Regions from separate parts of the Mus musculus genome. Here all the other regions are linked to region 7. Evidence: chromatin contacts called from public ChIA-PET, HiChIP or PLAC-seq and promoter capture Hi-C data. All regions are on one chromosome and are shown on one strand. The core of a region is the stretch at or near the end of the contact, and the rest is flanking DNA. Distances in the headings are between cores, read along the strand shown.

Region 1 (2,851 bases), core at 27-2,526, 990 kb after region 7:
TTTTAGCATTCTTTCTATTAAATAGTGCCACTTTCTCCACACATGCTATCTGAAAAATACTTTATTAAAGTATTTTACATTCTGTGCAGACTTTGAAAATTGCTTTAAAACTTGTCTCTTGAATTTGTATGTTTATAAGGCTAAGAAATCCAACTGAAATAAACTATGCTAACCCCCTTTAAATATCAAAAAGCTGCTAGGATAAAAGAACCCAAGCACACTCCTTAAACTTTAACCTCTAAGTGTGTTCGGAGCTCTTGAGAGTGCTTGTTCTTACCCAGAAAAGGTCTGGTTTAGTAAAACCGGGGCGGAGCCTAGAAAACTGTCCATTTAACCAGCATCCCCCTGGTAATTCTGATGCAGGTGTTCCCGCATATCTCAATTAGAGAAACAGAAAATCAAAACCCTCGACCAGGAGCCACAACAGACTTGTATTTGAAGGATAAATGTAGGCATCTCTTTTGAAAGTCGTTTTACCTGTCGCAACAGAATCAGGACAGAACGAGTCAAGTATTTGGGAATGGGAGTGTAAAGTGCATATGGTTAAAGCCCGAAAACAATGAAAGCGGGGAAGTGACTTTCTTCCCTAAGCCGGGTGTTGCATTCTCCAGGCATCCCTCATCCTCCTTTAAAGATGCTGTTGCCCTCCCACAGCCAGGACCAGGCAGGCGCTCAGAGTGGGACAGGAAGGTGTCGCGGCTCTCTGCTTTGTCCGCAGTCACTCGCATCCCTGCGAGAGGTGCCCCGACCCTAGTTCCCAACCTCTCACCTGCCGCGAGGCCGCAGTTCCACGTCGTCATCGGGCTCCGTCGCGCGTGACTCCGGTTCGCCAGCGGCAGCCGGCAATGCCTCGGCGTCCTCCACGGTCACTTCGGCCGTTGCCACCGCAGGCACCCGCGCGGCCGAAGTCGGGGCGGCCGCTGCCCCTAAGCCAAACACTGTCTCCGACGCGGGAGCAAGCAAACTGCGGGCGGGCGCGACCGCCGAGATCCCCGCCGCGCAGCCCAGCAGCAGGAACAGAAGCAGCAGCAGCGCGCGCGGCCCGGGCCGGGTGGCGCGCTCCATCAGCGGCCCGCCCCACGCGCGGGCATGGAGACCCTGCCGTCGGCGCCCGCCCGTCTCGCCGCTCGGAGCCTCGGAGCACTGCGAGCGCGCGCCACGGACCCCGCCGCCTCTCGACTTCGCGCCGCAGCAGCAGAGCTGCCCGGCCACGTCTCAGCCACTGCCACCTGAGTGACAGCCTTGTGCAGACATCGCCCATTGAGCGAGGGTTCCGTGCGTCTGCTCTGCGATTGGTTGCGCGCCTTGCCACTCCGAGCCAGGCAGACGCGTTCCTTGTTGTCAACATTATACCTACCAATCAAATTGTAGTTTTCCCTGTGGCAGTCCGGCCCTTTTCCGGGAACGACGGCCAATGAGAAATGCCCCTCCCCAGAGTCTTCTTAGGCGATTGGTGAATCATTTCAGTTCCCTAATGCCACTTCTGGAACGGATTGGTCCATTCCCTGATTGGCCTCGCCCCTCAAAGTGAGGCGCTGGGAAAAGCTTGGAGATTATTGGTGAAAGTGGATGCTCCTCAAAGGCCTGAGCTAACTGCTTCTTGATTGGTTGGAAGCGGCACTTAGTACGTGGCCGATTCTGAGTGTGAAGAGGACCGTCCCCTGTGAAAGGAAGAAGAGTGGAAAGGAGTCCCGGGTGGCCGGGAGGTGGCTGATCTTAAAGGGATAGATGCTTTTGCTATTCCCAAGCCGAATTTATTTGGAAAGAAGGGATGAGAGTTGGGGGAAAGTGACTGCACAGGTCATGTGTCCTTAGAAGTTCAGGAGTTGCCCAATTTGTGGCTAGGAAGGTATTAAGAATTACAATTACAGCTTTGATAGAGATGACAGTGATCTGTAGAACAGATAACCCAGAGCGCCCGGAACGCCTCTTAACCTGTTTATAAAGGAGGATCCCAGGCCTGGCGCACTTGAAGTAATCTGCACAAGGTCACACAGTCACAAAAATTTATTAAGTCTCCCGGTTGGTTTGGCATGCTTTACACTGCCCTCAGGAGAAATAGAACGACAACGACCAAAGTGGGGAAGGTTCAAATGTTTGACCAAAGCGTTTAAAATTCTCTTAAAGTAGTTGCGAATACCCTGAAGATTTCAGAGCTGGTGTGTGGAAGAGTAAGAAGTTGCATCCTTCAGCAGTGTACTCAGAACACCAACCAAACACTGGGAAGATTTTTAATGATGTTGGCAGTTTGTGTACGCTGGTCTCCATCTGCATGAAGCACACTTAATTTCCACTCAGCCCCAATCCCTATAAACCCATTTCTCCCTTTAGTTCTCACCACATTCCTTCTCTCTTCTGTACAACAAATCTCTAAAGCGCCTTGTCTTCCTGTCCTCTCTCATCTCACACACACTGCACAGGCATTAGTATTCCTCAGCTCCACCCAGATTGCTCTGATTCACTCACATGGTTTTAATAAATTCGAAGAGGAGTCCCGTTTTTCCTCCTAAGTGTCCTCCACTGTGGAACTCAGCCTTTCCTCTATGAGACATTTTGTCCCTTGTTTTCCTGCTTCCCTACAGGGCAGGATATGACCTTCAACTTACCCTGTGTTGCTTAGGATGAAAGCCAAGGACCGGAAGTTCTTGCCCTGTATATTAATTCTCCAGGGCTGTCATAGCAAATTCCCTCTAGCATATGTGTTCTAGAGGCTAGAATTCCTCCATCGGGAGCCATCAGAATCGAGTTCTTCTGAGGCCCCTTTTGGTTTGTTAGATGGCTACTCTATTGCTTCTTCATGTGAACTTTCCTCTGCTCATATGGTCCCTTTCTCTTTTTATTTATTTTTAAA
Region 2 (2,930 bases), core at 63-2,562, 630 kb after region 7:
CCCCTCCACCCCCCACAGATCCCTCCTTCTTTAGTGGCCTGGCTCTTAGAGTGGGAACACTTCATCCTCCAGAATGTTTAGCTTCCAAATCCAATTACCTTTGAAGTGATATGGGAGCTACAGATAATTAGGCCATGCACAAAGTAGGACCATGCCTGGCAAACTTGCTGTGGCCTCTGGAGTCAAGGCTCTTGGGGGTAATGTACAAAAATCCTTTACCCTAGAATAGGGCTTTTCAGATTTCAGAACAAATCTGTGCTTTTACATGAACAGGAGTTCACAAGAACCGGGGAGTTCACAGTGACAGTGGAGGGTCCCTTGCAAAACTAAGGGATCCTCACATTCATGATCTTTGACTTGTCTGCAAAAGAAGCTCTGAGTCCTAGGATGACCCGAGAGTCCTTTCCCCACTCTTGCTGTTCCTCATCTTTTCCATGTTGGTAACCCCCTTTGTTCCACTTCCCCCTCTGCCCACAGGCCTCTTTCTTCCTGTTATATACTCTTCTCTCCCTGGTTCCAGGCTCAGCTTTCATCATCACAGTCTCCCCCGTACCTGAGTACCCTGGGAGACATAGGGTGTTTAAATAGGGTCTCTGGGACCCAGCACCTGCTTCTAACTCCAACACAAACACTCTCTAAACTGTGAGCCTCATCACAGCTACCTCACCTACCCCAGTCGCCTCAACTGTAAAATGGGAAAACAGCTCAGTTTTATGGTGAGTATTTACTGTGGGCATTGCATGGCAATGCCTGGTATAGAGTCATACATATTAGGAGACACTTCATTCCATTTATCTCCAAATAACTGGTCAAGATTGTAGCTTTGTCTCTGAACATTGGTCAGGATTGTAGCCTATCACACTCTGTCTCTCTGGTATATGTACAAGCATGGGGTTGGCGTATGGTTGGCCTTGAATCAATGTTTGCTAGAAAGTGAGTGAAGGAACAAGGTCTTAGAATAAAGTGCCATGAGACACACACTTCGAACCAGTTCATCTTCCAATGTAGGGTTGTTTCCACTTCCCTGGAGTAGCTTTGTCCAGTGGGGAGCAGTAAAAGTAACAAGAGAGCAGGAGAGTCACTGGAGAACTCCTCAATTCGGTATAGCCTGGACCCCTCCTTCCACCTCAACACCAGACCTGGACTATCTGTTGATAGTAGGGCTAGCCCCTCGTTGCTGTCATAATCACCACTCACCTATTGCCTTCATGAATGGCTCAAAGTTCTCCTGGCTCTGCAATTGGTACTTGCCGGAGAAGTTCATGGTGGCAACGAGGCTTCCTTTCCACAGCTGACCACAACAGCTCTGCCTGCCAGGTCACCCACTGTTGCCTATTTTATAAGGGGATTCTTCCTCCTCAGATATAGGCCATAGGTCAGTGATTGTCGATTTATTTATGGCCAGGCTCAAACATTAACTCCTGAGAGCAATGGTCAACGATAAAAATCAGAGTGGGCAAGGCAGAGGTTTGTTCTAATTCAGCAAACATTAGTGAGTCCAACCAAGGGCAAAGCTCTCTGTAAATGTTGCCTTTATGGTGACTTAACCCTACTCATGAAATAAGTGTGCATGGTTGAAATGTATGTTGACAAATGTATGTATGTGCAACATACATACATTTAGAAATAATTTAGAAACATGTGAATCACATCTCCAGCAATGCACATATGCATATATACCTAAGTGCACATATGTATGTGTTTGTACATGTGTACACTTGTATGTATGCATATATTTATATACATGTCACTACATATCCATATGTACATACATAAACACACATACGTGTGTGTGTGTGTGTGTGTGTGTGTGTGTGTGTGTGCGCGCGCATTACATGGGGAGAAATACCTTTGAACTCAAAACCTTTTTCATATAACCTTATGTTTATTTCTCATTTTTTATTATTATACAAACATAATTTTACATACATTTTATCAGTCCTTAAAGCTGTTTTGTATTTTGAGAATTCTTCTTCAATGATTCCAAGCAAGCCTCAATCCAGGCAAGTCTCAGTCCAGGCAAGCCTTAGTCCAGACAAGCCTCCCCTTTGAAGGCATCTACTGTCAGCAGGTGTAAGCTCTTTAACTAAAGCAGCAGTCTGAAAACTTAGATTATTTTATCTGCTAGAGACAAGTCCAGCCAAGAAAGATGGCATTACCTGCTGACTTTGTCCCATCCCTGCCTCACAACTAAGAACAGGGCACTAAGATGGTACACGGGCATTCAGCCTGACTAGAAGTGGCCTTGGGGAAGAGGCCTAAGGATGCTTCCAAAGATCTCTGATGTTCTTGTTTGTCATGGGGGAATTGTCACCCAGAGCATCTTCATCTCCCCATTCCAGCATCCTAGGCAGTTCTCAGCAAGTGCCACTTCACAGCCTATTTCTCTTCTGTTTAGACTTTAGCATCAGCCTCATTACTCACAGCCATCGGCCCTCCATCCTCTAGTCTTTTCTGCCCCGAGGCTACATAGACTTATAAATCTGAGGCTGGGGTATGCCATGCCTCAGTTTTGAACCCATGGTCCCTATTGCTCTAGCAGTGACAGGCCCCGGATAGCGTGGAAGGTCTGTGTCTACTGTCCTGACTGTGATGACTGCTCAAAATAGAGCTTGCACTTTGCTTTCATTTTTGTCTTGCAAAATGACTGCCATTGTCTAAGCTTCTAGTGAGGCTGTTAGGCTTGCCAAACCCAGCCTCATCACCCACCTTTCCCTAGAGGTCACAGGCATAGGCCAGCTGAAGGTGTCGGGGTATTTCTTCCTCTATGTTTGAATTTGTGTCTCTTCTACACTTTTCCTGTCCTCCAGCTGTCTGCCTCCCTGTAACTCCTCCCAGCTAGTGGGCCTACCCCCATTCTGTCTCCTCCATTCAGCTGGGCTGGCTTCTCTGCATTCTTCCTCATTGTGCTCCTTCCTTGGGAGTCTTGA
Region 3 (3,118 bases), core at 558-3,057, 720 kb before region 7:
CACACCTGCTACCCTATCACAAGCATTCATGACAGAGTCTATTATTCACTTCCATTCCTTCAAGATCTGTTGGGGGGGGGGGGCTCAGCATGAGGAGTAGTCCATGCCTTATGGCCTACCTAGAAGGTTCAGGAAGTGGGGAGCCATCATACCCAAAGAAACCACAGACCAACTTCCTCCCCATCAGACCGTCACATAATCACAGACCGGCATTAGAAGAGGCTTTAGTGCTTAGATAGTCCTTAGCGCACACGAACGAGCCCTCTTCTGTGGCTCACTTCGCCATCCTCCTCTTGAATGCTTCTGGTGGTGGGAAACTCACCACCTCACAGGCAGCCTCTGTGTCTTTCACTGGGAACGGGAAGCATGCCGGGAACCAGACCCAGGGCCACAGGGCACAGCTGGAAAATGCTCTACCACTGAGCTACATCACAGCTGGCCACCTCTGCTGAGGACTCCGTTTTCCCCCATTGTGCCACAATGTGATGAGTTTTAGGGGCTGGCTTTCTCCCCGAGACATGAAAGCACCTTTGGAGCAGGAAGCTGAGTTTGCCTATGGACCTTTGGACACACCTGACTGTGCCCGGAAAAGTGTCTGATTGTCCTAACTTGCTGAGATCCAATGACTGGACTAGATGAAAACCAACGGGATTGCTTAGGATCTCGACATCCAGGCAAGGCCTGGAGCAGCCTTGAAGCAGAAAGCCAGAGGGCAACGAGGCCCATCTGACTGTCGTGAGCAGTGGGGGGGAGGATGTGTGCCCTGCTGGCTAACTCTGGCTAGAATACCTTTTAAGGACACACTGGGGGCTTAGAAGTGGAGTCCACTCCTACCTCCAACAAAATGCTTGATCCTATCAATGTGCATCAGTGGCCCAGTACTGAGGAAAACTGGGGCTATTTTTGCCCTCTTGGACCCTGACTCACAACAGGTCACTTCCCCTCAAAGACCATATCCGCCCCGTTAGTGTGAGCTGAAATAGCGGCCCTAGGGAGGAAATAGAGGGCCAATTCAAGAAGCCCAGGACTTTCTGACTGTGGCCAATGTCTCTTAGAAGTGGGAACAGCAGTGGCTCTGAACCCCCAGGACAGGCCAAAGCAGATCCCGCTCCCCACACCCCCAGATTCTACCTTCATCTCTCTCCACACTGGTCCCCAGCCAACCCTCTAACTGGGGGCTGGCTGACTGTCCCTCAAGTAGCTGAACCTACCTTGTTCCTTCTCAGTTCCCTTCCTTCCAGTTGTCTGGGCCCAGGATAGTGCTATCTTGGGGACAGACACCACCAGATCTGAATTCACCTCCCGACAGGTTGATGGCTTCTGGGGATCTCTCAGGTCTGACACCACCTCCTACAGACCAGGATGAGCCCAGACCCTTCAGCTCCTCCCCAGCAGCTAGAACACATCCCACCCACACCCACTCAAGACTCTGCAGCTGCAAAACTACAGCTAATGACCTGAGCTGACTTACGCCTGGGGACACCGTTCCCACCTGTTCCCGGACCCTAGCAGCCAGCCCTCACCTACCCACTCATGAGAGTCCTAGTCCCTTCTCTACAGAGCCCTTCCCAGTTTTACCTCTCCACGGGCCTTTTCTTCTCAAACTCGTCTCAGCTTGCCCCTCGATAGCTAGCTTCTAACTTCCCTCTTCGCCACTGGGCTGCCCCACCCACCTGCCCCACCCATGGGGAGGCTCAGTACTCAGAAGTCTAAGGGCTCAGGAAAGCCAGCTCCAAGGCTGGGCCATGCGGATGGAAGGCTGCTATTTCTCAGACATGGTCACTGGGAGGTTAAAGCCTGACTAGGTCTCATCACAGCGGCCTCGGGCAAGGCAGATTCTGAACAATTTAAAGAGTCAGACCAGCAAGGAAAGTCCCATTCCACTCACTAGCCCCGGCAGAGGCCTGAGTCTGCTCAGGCCCTGCTGTGGCTGGTTAGTCACTTTTCCTGGGTTGGGTCACTGGCCCTACACTACTTTTTCCTCCTCCCCCTGACTAGTTGTCTCATTGCCCTGAGTACATGTGATGATGACCTACTCCTTCTCCCTCCTCCTCTTCCTCCTCCTCCATTCCCCTTCCCCTCCTCCCTCTTCCTCTCCTTCCTCCTTCCTTCTCCTCTTTCTCCTTTTGGTTTTTCAAGACGGGGTTTCTCTGTGTAGCCTTGGCTGTCCTGGAAATCTCTCTGTAAACCAGTCTGTTTTTGAAGCAAAGTTCCAAGAGAGTGTTTGAGGCCCTGACACATTCTCTCTCTGTGTGTGTGTGTGTGTGTGTGTGTATGTGTGTTCATTTTGGTGTTTTGTTTTCGAGACAAGCTCTCATGTAGTCAGGCTAGCCTCTAAAGGCAGCTCAAACTGGTCTTGAACACTTGACCCTTCTGATTCCCGGATGCTGGGATCACAAAAGTGCACCATCGTGACCAACTGTTGTTTGGTTGTTTTACTGAGACAGCGTCTCACTTTGGCACCCAGGCTGCTATGAAACTAAATCTGTAGCCCAGATTGGCTTCAATGCTATGAGAATCCTGCCTCTGCTTCCTGAACACTAGTGATTTACATGTAATGAGGCACCACACAAGGTGTCTTGAAACATGAAGTCTCTCTATGCCCCTTAGCTAGGCATGGTGGCTCTTGCCTTTAATCCCAGCACTCGGGAGGCAGAGGCAGGTGGATCTCTTGAGTTCCAGGACAGAGGGCATATGGTTTCAAGCTCAACCCAAAGCAACAGCCGCTCCCTTCGCACAGTCACAGGACCATAATATAGAATCAGTCTGATCTAACTTGCTGGCCCCAGGAAAGCCTTACCCTGGGGCACAGCCCGAAGTCACATAGAAAACAGGACGCTCAGTCAAGGAGGCTCTTATTCCCTCCTAATCCCTAGGTCAGCAGTTCTCAACCTCCCTAATGTGTGACCCCGCAATACAGTTCCTCATGTTGTGGTGACCCCCCCAACCATAACATTATCTTCCTTCTACTTCATAACTGTCATTTGCTACTGTTATAACTCGTAATGTAAATACTTTAGAGATAAAACTTTGCCAAATGATTCATGACTCACAGGTTGAGAGGTTCAGGAATATTTGCACCTAAGGAGCAGCTACAGTTGGGTGACTCAATGTCCAG
Region 4 (2,912 bases), core at 197-2,696, 770 kb before region 7:
CCATCCAAGCCATGGTGGCTCACATCTGTAATCCCACCATTTGTAATCTCTTGCTGATGGTGGTTGGAGAATCACTGTGAATTTGAGACACACTTGTCCTGTATAGCAAGTTATAAGCTAGCCTGGGCTACAAGTATGAGACCTGCCTCTCCCCCAATCCACAAACAATAACAATAATAAAATAACTGGGTGTGGTGCCTCTTAGGAAGTAGAGGCACAAGGATCAGGAGTTCAAAGTCAGTCCCCAAAAAATAGTGCAGTTAAGGCTAGCCTAGGCTTGGCTAAAATTTACAAGTCAGAGGCTCCTGGAGGTCAAAGAGGTGATCCTTGTTTGTTTTTTGAAAGTTTTGCATTTGGGGGTTTTGGTTGTTTTGGGGTTTGATGTGTGCATTTAGACAGGGTCTCATTGTGTAGTCCAAACTGGAATTAAATTGTTGCACCACTATGCCCAGCTCCAACACTTCCGTAAAACGTTGAAAGGCAGACATGCTGGTGCATGCTTGTAATCTATCTCATCATGCTGGGGACAGAAGAAGAGGGCTGCTCCGGGTTTGAGCCTGGGCTGCGAAGAGAGTTCAAAGCCAACTCCAGTACAAAAGTGAGACCAGTCTCAAAAACACAAACCTTGGGAGCACTCTACACGTGCTTTAGAGATGGTTCACTGGAGAGTGGAGTTCTTATCCCTAGCCAGTACTGAAATTCCGAAGTTATTATCAAGCTTCAGTTCTATGAACTGGACTACATTTTGCCTGCAACCCGCTTGTTAGGAAAACTTTCAGTGCTGCTTCCCTGTGCCCCCGAGCATGCACAGAAGTATAGGGAAAAGTTGGCTCCAGACCCAAGTAGGGGAAAGGTCTCTTATTCTGTGTAAGCCGTGAGCTGAAAAGATTCCAACTGGCGGGGCTGGAATTTGGCGTGCCAAGGGTAATGCCTGCACCCTTTCAGAAGCAAAGAACACTAAATTATGGAACCTCTGTGTGCAAGAGAAGTTTTCCCAGCACTTTACTAATGGGGAGACATGAGCAGAAGGCCCGAGAGCAGGCCTGAAACCCATCAGTTGACCTTGTTTGAGAACTTTCTTCCTAGCCTCCTTGTCGGTCACCAGGGGTTCAGGCGGTCGCTTGACATCCTCGGCGAAGGGGTTCGGGGAACTTGCAGCGTAAAGGCCCACGTAGACCCTGTGGAGGATCACCAGCAGCAGCACGGCCAGCAGCAGAGCAGTGATCCACATGTTGCTGCCAGGGCTCGGAAGACCGCGTCCTTTCCCCGCTGAGCTCGGCTTTTATAGCTGAGGCCCCGCCCCTCTAGTTCGTCCTTGGAGTAATACCAGACTTGGAGGAGCCGAAGCATTTTGACTCACGCCTGCTCAAAACTGATGAAGATTGTCCATTATGGACCTCCGTATGATCTTTGCAGAGCAGGAGTTCAATTGCCTAATGGGAAATGTAGTTCTAGCGCGAGACAGGCGACACTGCACGGCTGCGCGAAAAGGGGGATGTGGGATCCCCCCCTTACCGGAACGCTGGGGACGCGTCCGGTGAGCAAGGGGTCTGGTGAGGGAGGTGAGGGTGAGGAGGACGATGTCTGGTGGAAATGGTCACCGCGGGACCACAACAAGGATGAAAGTTGCAGGTCTGAGAGAGATCCTGTCTGGGAGGCAGAGAAGACCTGGGTTCTGGTGCCTTTTCCGTGTTGGATTCGCTGGAACCTCGGAGGCAGTTCATTGCTTTCCTCCCCTCTCCTCTTCCAAGCAGTGACAAAGTTTCTGTGCCCACACAGCCTCTGTCTGGGTATCTGAGTTGAGACCTTGTTGAGACCTGCACAGGAGCTCTCCTAAACCTGTGTCAGCCCAGGACTGGCAGCCTCACACCGACGTTATCCCTAGGTGGATTCCCCTAATCGTAACTACTCTATCAGGCTCTCAAAGTGCAAGCCACCTAGGACAAGCCTCAAGAAAGACTAAGTCAAGGATCATCCTGTGTGTTTATTTGCATTTAAGGACGCACCAGCTTCTAAATCAGCTTTTCAGAGAGTTTAAGCTCCAGCAGACAGTCTAGATATCCTACCATCTTAATGTTGCCCTTTGAGGAAAGTAGGTCTGAAATACGTACTTGACTTAAGAGGGATTTGTTTGTATAGGAGGCCCATTTCCTCAGGTACCCACTATCAGGAGGAATGACTTCGTAACTTTGAGTGTTTTGTCCTTGTTTTAGGCCCCAGCGGTGCTCCAGTCCGGTATGTAAAGCAGGTCATGCTTCTATGCTACTTGGTTCGTTTTCCCCACAGTAACAGGAGAGCCTTCCCGAGACTTTGTCAGTCCTACCTGTGACCCTGCCAGGTTATCTGATGTGTGTGTATCTTATGCTGTCATTTAGGCCGAGATGGAAGGAAAGGAAAAGAGAGGTAGATGCTGAGGTTCTGGGGAGGGGGGGGGGGAGCTAGTTCCTGGGGTGTTTCAGGGAGGACGTTACCACCATCCTCTCTAGATCACAGGCAGCCAGGCGTCGAGCCCAAAAGCTGTTTGTTACTGGCAGTCAGTCCTTGGGGAATGTAAATCATAGTCCCCTAGTGGAGGACTGGCTCCGTGGAGGGCCTCCCCACTGACTTAGTCCTCTGAGTCTGTGAAGTATGACTGTCAGTTGTGTGAGAACCATCCACTCTCATTTTCCCCCTCGATATCAGGGGTTGAGCCTCCTTTGCTGCCACTAGGTTACAGTCCCAGCCTTTCCACACTGACTCTCTGGTGTGTGGGTGTGAGCATGCATGCCCATATAGGAACAGAAAGATCAGGGGGACTGTAAATTGCCTGTTCTGTCACTCTGTGCCTTCTACCTTTGAAGTTGGTAGAATTGCTTCTCTGACTGAATGTGGAACTAGGCCCAGCAACCAGCAATCCTTTTAATTCCATCGAC
Region 5 (2,875 bases), core at 253-2,752, 610 kb before region 7:
CAACGAACAAGAACAAAATACTGTCAGGCTGCCTGCAACGATGTGGTTTCCGACATGGAGATGAGCCTGTGTGTGTCCCTTATCTTCTTTGTTCCTAGCATAGCACAGTCTAAGAGCTTCCTTTGTTTCCCACAGTGCCTTTCTCAAACTCCCACCTTTGCACTGGCACACACCCTAGAGGGAAATGCCCCTTGCTTTTCATAGTGTACCTAATTTTCTGAGGCAAGGCAGCTGGCAGCCGGAGGTTGTCATTCAGCCTCACAGTCAAGTGCATCTTATGCTAGGAGCAGGCTGTTCCCTAGCATCATAAAACCCGATGTTCTTGACAAACACTGGTTCTCAAAAGCCACCAGGCTCCTGGCCTGCCCTAAGACTGGACCCAACAGTTGTGTGACACTGGCCTCATAGAGGGTCTCTGCATGCAATTAGCTCCAGACTCCACTCTTTGTCTGTATGGAGTTTTATTTCCCTTTTTTTCCCCGTCTGTTAATTCATTTCATGAGCAAAACTGAGACAACTGCAAAAGTTTAAAAGAGAAAGTGTCATAAAATCGAGGCCATTTGACCTTGACAAGCTCATCTGAAGCACATTTGAAGGCTTGAATAGCGCCCTCCCCTACACACACGAAAGAAGCATTCATATTCTCTCGAACAGATTGGAACGTCCATTTCTTCCTAGGAAGCATGGAAAACCAAGCCATGCAAAGTCAGATTTAGGATAGAAAAGAATCTAGTACCGTCTCAGACTACGGGGGTCCACGAGGCTCGGCGAGGGGGGAGGGGAGGCCGCCGGCAAGTGGCAATTGTTCGGAAAAACAATACAGCATTCCTGCTAGTTGGCTTTACAGCCATTTTCCCCAGAGCAGTTACTCGAGGCATGACTAACGGTAGGGCTAGAACCCCTCACAATCTCTCGTTCCCCGGAGGGAACCGTGTAGGATGGATAAGGGCAGTGCCTATTAGCCTCCGCTGGCCAGTCAACATGGCCACCTTCACATGGCAGAGGGCCACCCGGCGCTGGTGCACGAGGTGGCGAATGGAGGGTGGTGGTGGCAGGAAAGACCCTCGGCGAGAGCCACAGCACAAAACGGCCGCCACCGCCACGGCCGCCGCTGGGAGGCGCGCGCGCCGGCAGACCTCCGTGGGCAACGGTCGGAGGGATGTACCATACCCTCGTACAGGGGAGGCCGTCCTTCAAATCCAAATCCTCTCTTCTCCAGCAATCAACGTGGGGATGGGCGTAAACCCCAAGTCTACTCACTTACATCTCCATTTAACCCACGCCATCAAGATGACTAACTACTGGCAGGAGGCCCGGTTAGCTCTGCTCGCCCCCCCCATCGGTAGAATGGTTCAGCCGGAGCTCGGCTCGGCGGACCTCCCTGCCAACCCCCATCCGCCCGCCCGCGGCGCATTGGCGCGCGACGCCGAGGGGCGGAGCCCGAGCCGGGCGCGCGCGACCCCCTGCTCTATAAATACTGGGCCGCTTCGCCCGCCGCTCCGTTCGCTCCGAGTCTCCAGCCTGCCGAGAGCTGAAGCGATCCTCCCTCTGTGTCTTCCGCAGCCCTCCGCCTCGCCGCCTCTCAGTCTCCTCAGAGTCGCCCTCTCTCACCGCCGCCGCCATGAACGGGCAGCTCAACGGCTTCCACGAGGCGTTCATTGAGGAGGGGACGTTCCTCTTCACTTCCGAGTCTGTAGGGGAAGGTCACCCAGGTGAGCCGACGGGGACTCGGAGGAGGGAAGGGCGGAGGGCAGTGGCGCTGGGGGTGGTCGAGGCCGTCTCCGGCGGCGGTGGGCATGGCAGCGGCCGCGCGCTTCCCTCGTGGCGCCGCGAGTTTGCAATGTGCGGCCCCGCTCCCCTCCCCCTTTCTCCGCTCCTCATCCGGCGGCGCGCCCCGGCATGCGGAAGGTTCCAGAAATCGAGAAGGGCGGGGGCTCGAGGCAGTTTTGAGATCGGCGCGGGGAGGGCACTGCTTCCTCCTCTTTAGTCCCGTCGCCTGGAAAAACCTCAAGTGGGCGACCCCGCCCCGCGTGCTCGCGTCCGGCCGCCGGGAGCGCGCGCCCCGCATTGCAGCGGCTACCACGTGTTCGCCGCATGTGGAATTGGGGCGAAGCGGAGCTGGCGGCCTCTACCCACCCGACCCCTAGTTTGGAAGTGGGGGCTGGTGTCTCCGAAGGTCCCATCTCTAATATCCCTGACTTCCGGCCCCTGGAAAACGCTTAAGAGCATGGGTAGACATGCCCTTTAGCCTTCAAGGTGACAGACTGCCACTGACTAAATATAGCGCGAATTAGAGAAGGCATCCCTTATTTAGAGTGTGCTTGAAAAGGATGAAGTGCATGAATTAAGTGTATACTCCCATCGCGTTAGGTTTCGTTTTAAAGTCTTCCCTTTGGTCTTTTTCCTACAACTAAAGGAGGATTTATTTCATGTTTCCTTAAGGCTTTGTCCACTGAACCGCCATGATGAGATCGGTTATAATGAATCTATTATATGGACTTTGGGTTTCAGATGGAACATAACCATTTAGTAAATACTAATATTCAGTTTGAGCTGTTTCCGTTCGCAGGGGGTCCACAGCAATATTATTACATGGCTTGTGAGGAGCATCTTGATGAGTGATGGTTGAAAGACAAGTGTTGCTGTGGCTCCTCCCACACTCCCCTCAAGGAAAGGAGTATCTCCATATCTATTGAATCACTCCTTAGTACAGCCATTAGATTCCATCTTAAGGTTCTGTGGCTGCAATACACATTTTGGGGTAGTAACAAAAATCAAGGAACATAGAGCCAAGCACAGTGGTACACTAACTACTACAATCCCAGCGTTTAAAGTATGGAAGCAGTTTAGTTTGTCAGCCTGGGCCACGTGTAAG
Region 6 (3,311 bases), core at 777-3,276, 960 kb before region 7:
TCAGGCTCTAGACTCACTCTTAGCTCTGAGCTCAGTGGACTAGCCCTAAGCTATCACTGTCACTGCCATGCCTCTGTCACCTAGTTTTTGTTTTGTTTTCTGAGACAGGTTTCTCTGTGTAGCCCTGACTGTCCTGGATCTCACTCTGTAGACCAGGCTGGCCTTGAACTCAGGGATCCACTTGCCTCTGCCTCCTGAGTGCTGGGATGAAAGTCATGTGACACCACTGCCCAACCCCTAAAATGTTTTTAAATGAGACACCGAAAGCTATATGTACTAATCTTTGTCTTAATGGTGTTTCTTTAAACCCATTATTGGTCCACCTAAGTCGGGGCTCAACCTGCCCAGTTCCCTGCTGTGGGTTCTGTGGGAAGAAAGATGCAGATGGACTGTAGCTCTCTCCATCACCCCCTTCTTAAAGCTGTAACTTTGTCCAGCCTCATGTGTAAGTTGTGCTTGCTTGCTTGTTTGCTGGCTTGCTTGCTTTTAAAGACAGGGGCCTCTCTAAGCAGTTGTCTTGTACCTCATTGTGTAGACCAGGCTGGCCTCAGCCTCACAGAGATCCACCGGCCTCTGCTTCCTCTCTCAGGTTTTGGGATTAAAAGCACAGGTCACCATACCTGGCTTTCAGTTGTGTTTAAAACATTTAAAAAATATGCTCATACTGACGTTCTAGACTGATTTTAAAATTTATGTTGTCACCAATGTCCCCATGGAGGATGGCTCCAAGTGGCGTTACTTCCCCCATCCCCAGCTGACTGAGGATATATGAGTCTATCTAGTCCCGAGGATTGAACACAGGACCTCATGAATGCTAAATACACGCTCTACCATCTCCATCTTTTAAATGATACCTAACTTGTGAGGGAATGAGTGCACATGGCATGGTCCACACGTAGAAGCTAGAGGACGAGTGTCTGTTCTCTACTTCCACCATGTGGGTACCGGACAGGGAACTGAAGACATGGGGCTTGACGGTAAGTACCTGCTGAGCCATCTTGTTAGCGCCCAGATACTCTCTCAAGTCTGTTTTTTACCTATGAAGCTAGTTAGGTAATTTGCTTATGGTGCTTGTGGGCTATCACGGCAGCTTCCTAATCAGCTTTGGGAGTTCTGGGTGATAATTTCTTCTTAAAATCAATACAGTTAAAATCCCGTCTGAATCCAAGACAGTGAGTATTGAATTTCACACCTCTTCTCCAGCTTTAGAGAGAAAGCGTGATCTTCAAGGTTGCAGTAGTTCCTTACTAAGAGGAAGTGATCAAAAACACAGTTTGGGGACAGGAATGCGTTGGAATACCATAGGAAAGGGAATGTAAGACCGCTCAACTTGTTTCAAAGTGTCACAAAATCTGGCTGAGTAGAAGGGCTGATGGGATCCTGTACTCGGCAGGCTGAGTGGTTGTGCTCGGCGGATCTGCGAGTCCTCGGCTGTCCCGCAGGGGGCAGTGCTGCCTGCCAGTGCGGTGGGAGCGGAGTGGGAACCCGCGCGGAGTTCTGGGGCTTGTTTGCAAAGAAAGTTAGGGGATGTGAAGGAGTGCGGGCCAGACTCTTAGAGGGAGGGTGCGAGAAAGGACTTCCCAGGGTAGCCATGGAGTTCACTGGAGGGGATCTGGATAAGTTCGAGGGGTAGGGTGGTCGCACGAGGAGGGTAGTTGTAGGCCCCGGAAGGTGCAAGCGAGCAGGACGCGAGTGTGAATACGAGTGTGCGTGCGCGCGCTGCAGTTCGCCTGGTTCCGAGAGGCGCGGGTGTCAGCTTGCAGCCGGGGCTCCTCCCTCCGGCCCCCCTGCCCCGCCGGGCGGTCCCTCCCTCCTTCCCCATCGCCCCTCCCCGGCGGGCCAGGCGCTGGGACGCCCGGGCCGAGAAGGCAGCGGCGGTGGCGGCGGCTAGTTGGGAGTCCTAGGTTCCGTGCTGCGGGACGATTCGGAGCCGAGTGTCTCTTGCCCCGGCTGGGCGGTGCTGGGCCCGCTTCCCACAGAGCCACGCCCTGTCAAAACTTTGTCGCCGCAGCGGCCAAACGATCGGAGCCGGGCCAGCGAGAGGGAGGGAGGGGCGCCGGGCCGGGCCAGGCAGGGCGCGGGGCTCCGAGCGCAGCGGCCCCGGCCCGTGGCCCCACCATGCCCCAGCTCGGTGGTGGCCGCGGTGGCGGCGCCGGCGGGGGAGGCGGTGGCTCCGGAGCCGGGGCAACCAGTGGAGGGGACGACCTCGGAGCGAACGACGAGCTGATCCCCTTCCAGGACGAGGGGGGCGAAGAGCAAGAGCCGAGCAGCGACAGCGCTTCGGCGCAGAGGGATCTGGATGAGGTCAAGTCGTCCCTGGTCAACGAATCGGAGAATCAGAGCAGTAGCTCGGACTCCGAGGTAAAGGGATTCCTAGGGTCAGCCTCTGGGGGACCCGGGTCCCGCTCCCGCTCACCCGCCCTCGCCTTTGTGTCTCCTCCACAGGCGGAGAGGCGCCCGCAGCCCGCCCGGGACGCTTTCCAGAAGCCGCGCGACTATTTCGCCGAAGGTAAGTGCCTTCTCCGTCAGTCTCCACTCTCCAGCCATCAGCGATTGGCCGTACGGGTCTCCACGGTCCGGGTGGCGGAACCCCTGCTCTCCTCCCATCGCTGCAGCAGCCACTCTGGGGCTCACTCGAGGGGTGCTCGGGTTCCAGATTCCCGCCCCGAGCTCCAGATAGCTACTCTGTCTGGGGGACCCCTGACCTCACTCCACTTTGGTTTTGTCCGCAGTGAGAAGGCCCCAGGATGGCGCTTTTTTTAAGGGACCTGCGTATCCTGGGTACCCCTTCCTGATGATTCCAGACCTGAGCAGCCCGTACCTCTCCAACGGACCCCTGTCTCCTGGTGGAGCGCGCACCGTAAGTGTCAGTCCGGCCGTGCCGGGACCGGTGGGCGTCGGGCCCGGCGGGATGCGCCCCTGGGCTTTCCGTGGTGTGGGGGATGGGGCCTCCTGCCTGAGCTGATCCTGGGCCGAACTTGTTTGCAGAGTCAAACTCCCCTGTGGCGGCCTAGTATGAGACTGCTTTTGGCCAGTAACGGGATGAAAGTAAAGTTCTTTTAACTTCTCGCCTTTGGGAGATTGCGGCCTGGTGGGACCTCCCAGCCTCCCAAATTCCTTGCTCCTACCAAAGGAAAACTTGGATTTGTGCCTGCCTTTGGAGGTGGGGGGTGTGTGTTTGGGGGGGGGGTGTCTCGCTTTCCTTCCCGGAGATTGGTCAGCTTTCCCCTTGGCAAGGGAGAAAGTTGGGCAAGGGCCTGGAGGATCCTGACTTGAGATGTCCTCTGACCTGCGGGTTCCCTGGGCTGCTG
Region 7 (3,176 bases), core at 303-2,802:
AAATAAATCAATGAGAGAAGAGATGTTGAAGTAAAGACAGAAAGAAGCACATGGTAATACTAAATGTGTTGTGTTTCGTGTTTGGTGTTAGGAATGGCCTGTAAGTGCCTTGTGGCAAGAAATTGTTAGAAGGTTCTAAAAGCTGAGAGCAGCCACCTGCAAGACACAGGAGAGAACATGGACTTTAGTGCAACACCTGAAGGGGCTGGATTTAGCTAATTATGAATTTGGAGGAAGTAAAAAGTACTATCTACAAATGAGAATCAAAGCACAGCTAATACTTCTCAACAAAGCCTTGCATGACTCTAAGCTGAGACTCCACAACACTAATGTCCAGACTACTACAAAAACTGGAAGATAATCAATGAGGGTGTAGTTACAGGCTGCTTAATGTGTGCTGTTGGATAAATACCAACAGAAAACTAATACGGGGCTCACTTCCCTATGCAAGAGGCTGAAGGACAAACAGTAAAGCAAAAATAAAGAACAAAACTGCTTAACTTCAATCATCTCAGGATGACCCTGTCTCGAAACTTTATCCAATTACTGCTCAAGTTGCAGCATGTTCCTCATAACCTTTCAAGTGTTAGTTTTCTAAAACTTCTGAGTAATGGAAATGGGGTTTTTATTTTCAACTGTAGAAAGTTATACTGACAGTTATGAAAAATTAAAGAGAGACAAAACAGGGCGCCTAAGATACCTGAATGTCAGACATGGTTCCAGTGCTTAGAGACACTGATCCCCAAGCTAATCTCAGAAATAAGCACAAGGTCATGACTTCTGTCCTCCTTCAGCACCAGAAGTTTAAGCTCGAGAAATGAAAAATCTTTCACCTTTTACTATAAGACTAGCTCAAAGGCGCTCTCGGCTACGGAAACAAAAGGAACCCACTCCCAGATTAACAGCAACTTTGACCCCTAGGCTCTCCACCAGTCCAGGAACCTGCTTATTAAAGATGCAACAAGCCCTGAGAAGCAATCCCTGCTGGGAACTGTAGTTCTCCCGCGCCGACCTTCACGATTGGAAACCTATCACGTGCCCAACCGGCGGCCCAGACGCCAGCAGCCAGGATTGGTCCGAGACTGAGATAAGGAGGTACTGATTGGATACCAGGTCCCTGAAGCCACGCCTCAGCGGCACACCCGCCTCCCCGCGCTCCACACCCCAGCCCGCTTCTTCAGCAATAACCCTCGAGTCATTCCAGTCCAGCGGCCGCCCTAGAGGACTGCCTCGGTTCCCCGCACTAGGGGTGGCTCTGCCTGGGGGGGGTGCGCATCATGGATGCCTCTCACGTTGTCCGTTGGCAGTCCGCAGTCAGCGTGACCACGCGCCCCTTCGGAGAGACCCCACGCTCACCTGGGCCGCGACGGTCACGCCGGATAACTGACAGGCCCGCAGCATTTCTGCCGAAGCGACAGCGCTGCTGGTGGACGCGGGAACGACCGCGGCCGCACGAGAGGAGGGCGTGCGTGCTGGTGTGCGTGCCCGCGTCTGTACAGCCTAGCTGCGTCCGGCGCACCGGAAGGGCCACCGGCACCACTGCGCACGCGCCGCCTCCTCCCCTGCTACAGCCGAGGCGGCTCCCTGAGGGTGGGACTCACCCCGGCTGCGAAAAGGGGAGTAAAGCGGTGATTGGCGACTAGGAGGCGGAAGGGCAGGTTCTCCTTCCGGGTCGCGCTTGGGCGCTAGTTTGTCTGCAGATGACCGGGTTACTAGGTGAACTGGCCGGAGAGTGCTGTGTAAAGTTCGACTGTGACTCTTAGAATTAAAGCGTTGGTGAATTAAATTAGAATTAGACTCTTAGAATTAAAGGGATGGGGAGGTGGATCCGGTAGGGACGCCTGCTCCCAGTCCTGACGACCTGAAATTTGCGACCTCTCTGGTGGCAATAGAATCGATTCCAATTAGTTGTCCGCTGACTTCTTTATGGAGCTGAGGCACACGTATGCCTACAGGGTTTTTTTTTTTTTTTTGGTTTTTTTTTTTTTTTTTTTTTTTTTTTTTTCTTTTCCAAAGGGTTGCTGAAGAATAAGCGAATGTGCTGAAGGCATCCTGGGGCAGAATGTGTTTCCGGTGTCTTTAAATAGTAGAGAACGGATAGGAACCCAAATTCTAAGTTCAGGTTTTTACTTAAGTCACACCGCTTTTTTTTTTTTTTTTTTTTTTTTTTTGCCACTTTTATTTTATAAAGATGATTTCGGTCGCAGTTTTGGGGACGGTTTGGAAGACTCTTCCAAGCGTTCTGAGTTTAACAATGTGTTAAAAATTGACTGTCGTTAATATTCTATGTAAATTCCACTATGATTATGTGGTTCTCTTACCATAATAACATAGAAAAATAATTTTCAAAATCTGTTGGAGGCTGGACCTAGTCGTGCATGCTTTTAATCCCAGCGCTAGAGAGGTAGAGGTAGGCAGATATCTTTTGAGTTCAAGGCCAGCTTGATCTACAGAGTTCCAGGACAGCCAGCTGAATATATTGAGACCCTGTCTTGAAAACCACAAAACAACAAATCTGTTTGCAAAATACTTACAAGCCATAAGTAGGTGATTTGTTATGATACGATACAGATAAAAAAAAGCTGCACTTTTATTTTCATTTATAAAATAAATGAAGTCCAGTGTTGTGGTCACACTGTAAATGACAGCACTTGGGAGGCTGTTGCAGGATTGGACTACATAAATTTCAAACAAAAAACAGGAAAGATTTGAAAAATATCAAAAATGTGTTTATGTTCTATATTATCTACGTTCTATACATGCCAAGCTTTTCAGAGCACTTCAGTAATGTACTTGTCGATCTTTGTCATGTCATCATTCGACAGCCTCCAGTCCTCCCATTTTCTTAGTAAATCTAGCAGTCTGGCTCCATCCCTGTTCACCGCTGCTCTGGTTCTTGCCAGCGTGATAACGTCTCGCACACTGTTGACCCGGGGCTGCTTTTGTACTACACTTCGGACCTTGTACTACAGACAGTCTCCTTGGCTTTAAGATCTCATTCTTCAGGGCTGGAGAAATGGTTCAATGTCTAAGAGCATATATTATTCTTGTAGAGGACCCAGATTCAGTTCACAGCCCCAATATCAGGCAGCTTACAACTTCCTATAAATTATCAGAGAGCCCTCCAGATACAGACACAGACATGATTTATAAAAATAAATCTTAAGCCGGGCATT

The links. Promoter capture Hi-C pulls out the DNA fragments that hold promoters and counts their contacts. ChIA-PET counts read pairs in DNA pulled down with a chosen protein or histone mark. HiChIP or PLAC-seq counts read pairs in DNA pulled down with a chosen protein or histone mark.
Region 1: a contact with region 7 is called in an H3K27ac HiChIP or PLAC-seq map of extraembryonic endoderm stem cells, with 12 times the contacts expected there. The contact joins the promoter of Eif2ak3 here to the promoter of Immt in region 7. A contact is called at or near these places in 10 of 39 promoter capture datasets (3T3-L1-derived adipocytes, the HPC-7 cell line, cranial neural crest and 7 more), 2 of 484 Hi-C or Micro-C datasets (embryonic stem cells and uterus), 2 of 115 datasets of contacts at active chromatin or transcription factors (bone marrow-derived macrophages and extraembryonic endoderm stem cells) and 1 of 9 other capture datasets (adipose tissue).
Region 2: a contact with region 7 is called in a promoter capture Hi-C map of liver, with 3 times the contacts expected there. The contact joins the promoter of Fabp1 here to the promoter of Immt in region 7. A contact is called at or near these places in 9 of 39 promoter capture datasets (3T3-L1-derived adipocytes, cranial neural crest, embryonic stem cells and 4 more) and 3 of 115 datasets of contacts at active chromatin or transcription factors (embryonic stem cells and extraembryonic endoderm stem cells).
Region 3: a promoter capture Hi-C map of pre-B cells shows a contact between it and region 7. The contact joins the promoter of Capg here to the promoter of Immt in region 7. A contact is called at or near these places in 2 of 39 promoter capture datasets (liver and pre-B cells), 3 of 115 datasets of contacts at active chromatin or transcription factors (memory CD8 T cells, microglia and pancreatic cancer cells) and 2 of 9 other capture datasets (liver and macrophages).
Region 4: a contact with region 7 is called in a promoter capture Hi-C map of neutrophils, with 6 times the contacts expected there. The contact joins the promoter of Elmod3 here to the promoter of Immt in region 7. A contact is called at or near these places in 7 of 39 promoter capture datasets (erythroid cells, hematopoietic stem and progenitor cells, hippocampal neurons and 3 more), 1 of 484 Hi-C or Micro-C datasets (uterus), 1 of 115 datasets of contacts at active chromatin or transcription factors (bone marrow-derived macrophages) and 1 of 9 other capture datasets (liver).
Region 5: an RNA polymerase II ChIA-PET map of memory CD8 T cells shows a contact between it and region 7, with 56 read pairs. The contact joins the promoter of Mat2a here to the promoter of Immt in region 7. A contact is called at or near these places in 2 of 39 promoter capture datasets (erythroid cells and pre-B cells), 2 of 484 Hi-C or Micro-C datasets (erythroblasts and regulatory T cells) and 3 of 115 datasets of contacts at active chromatin or transcription factors (effector CD8 T cells, memory CD8 T cells and pancreatic cancer cells).
Region 6: a contact with region 7 is called in a promoter capture Hi-C map of pre-B cells. The contact joins the promoter of Tcf7l1 here to the promoter of Immt in region 7. A contact is called at or near these places in 1 of 39 promoter capture datasets (pre-B cells) and 1 of 9 other capture datasets (adipose tissue).

Annotation. Positions count from the first base shown.
Region 1 is chr6:70,842,940-70,845,790 of GRCm38.p6, reverse strand. It overlaps Eif2ak3 (eukaryotic translation initiation factor 2 alpha kinase 3), which reads right to left and starts at 1,276. Exons shown (of 17, transcript NM_010121.3): 1 at 770-1,276. The coding sequence starts at 1,065.
Region 2 is chr6:71,198,261-71,201,190 of GRCm38.p6, reverse strand. Fabp1 (fatty acid binding protein 1, liver) reads right to left here and starts at 1,312. Exons shown (of 4, transcript NM_017399.5): 1 at 1,198-1,312. The coding sequence starts at 1,264.
Region 3 is chr6:72,547,962-72,551,079 of GRCm38.p6, reverse strand. It overlaps Capg (capping protein (actin filament), gelsolin-like), which reads right to left and starts at 1,807. Exons shown (of 10, transcript NM_001042534.3): 1 at 1,579-1,807.
Region 4 is chr6:72,596,947-72,599,858 of GRCm38.p6, reverse strand. Elmod3 (ELMO/CED-12 domain containing 3) reads left to right here and starts at 1,446. Exons shown (of 12, transcript NM_001253692.1): 1 at 1,446-1,537. It overlaps Retsat (retinol saturase (all trans retinol 13,14 reductase)), which reads right to left and starts at 1,257. Exons shown (of 11, transcript NM_026159.5): 1 at 1,063-1,257. The coding sequence starts at 1,231.
Region 5 is chr6:72,438,183-72,441,057 of GRCm38.p6, reverse strand. Mat2a (methionine adenosyltransferase II, alpha) reads left to right here and starts at 1,502. Exons shown (of 9, transcript NM_145569.5): 1 at 1,502-1,712. The coding sequence starts at 1,622. It overlaps Particl (promoter of Mat2a antisense radiation induced circulating long non-coding RNA), which reads right to left and starts at 2,375. Exons shown (of 1, transcript NR_046011.1): 1 at 443-2,375.
Region 6 is chr6:72,787,760-72,791,070 of GRCm38.p6, reverse strand. It overlaps Tcf7l1 (transcription factor 7 like 1 (T cell specific, HMG box)), which reads left to right and starts at 2,026. Exons shown (of 12, transcript NM_009332.3): 1 at 2,026-2,361; 2 at 2,446-2,509; 3 at 2,733-2,860. The coding sequence starts at 2,119.
Region 7 is chr6:71,829,696-71,832,871 of GRCm38.p6, reverse strand. Immt (inner membrane protein, mitochondrial) reads right to left here and starts at 1,552. Exons shown (of 15, transcript NM_001253681.1): 1 at 1,357-1,552. The coding sequence starts at 1,401.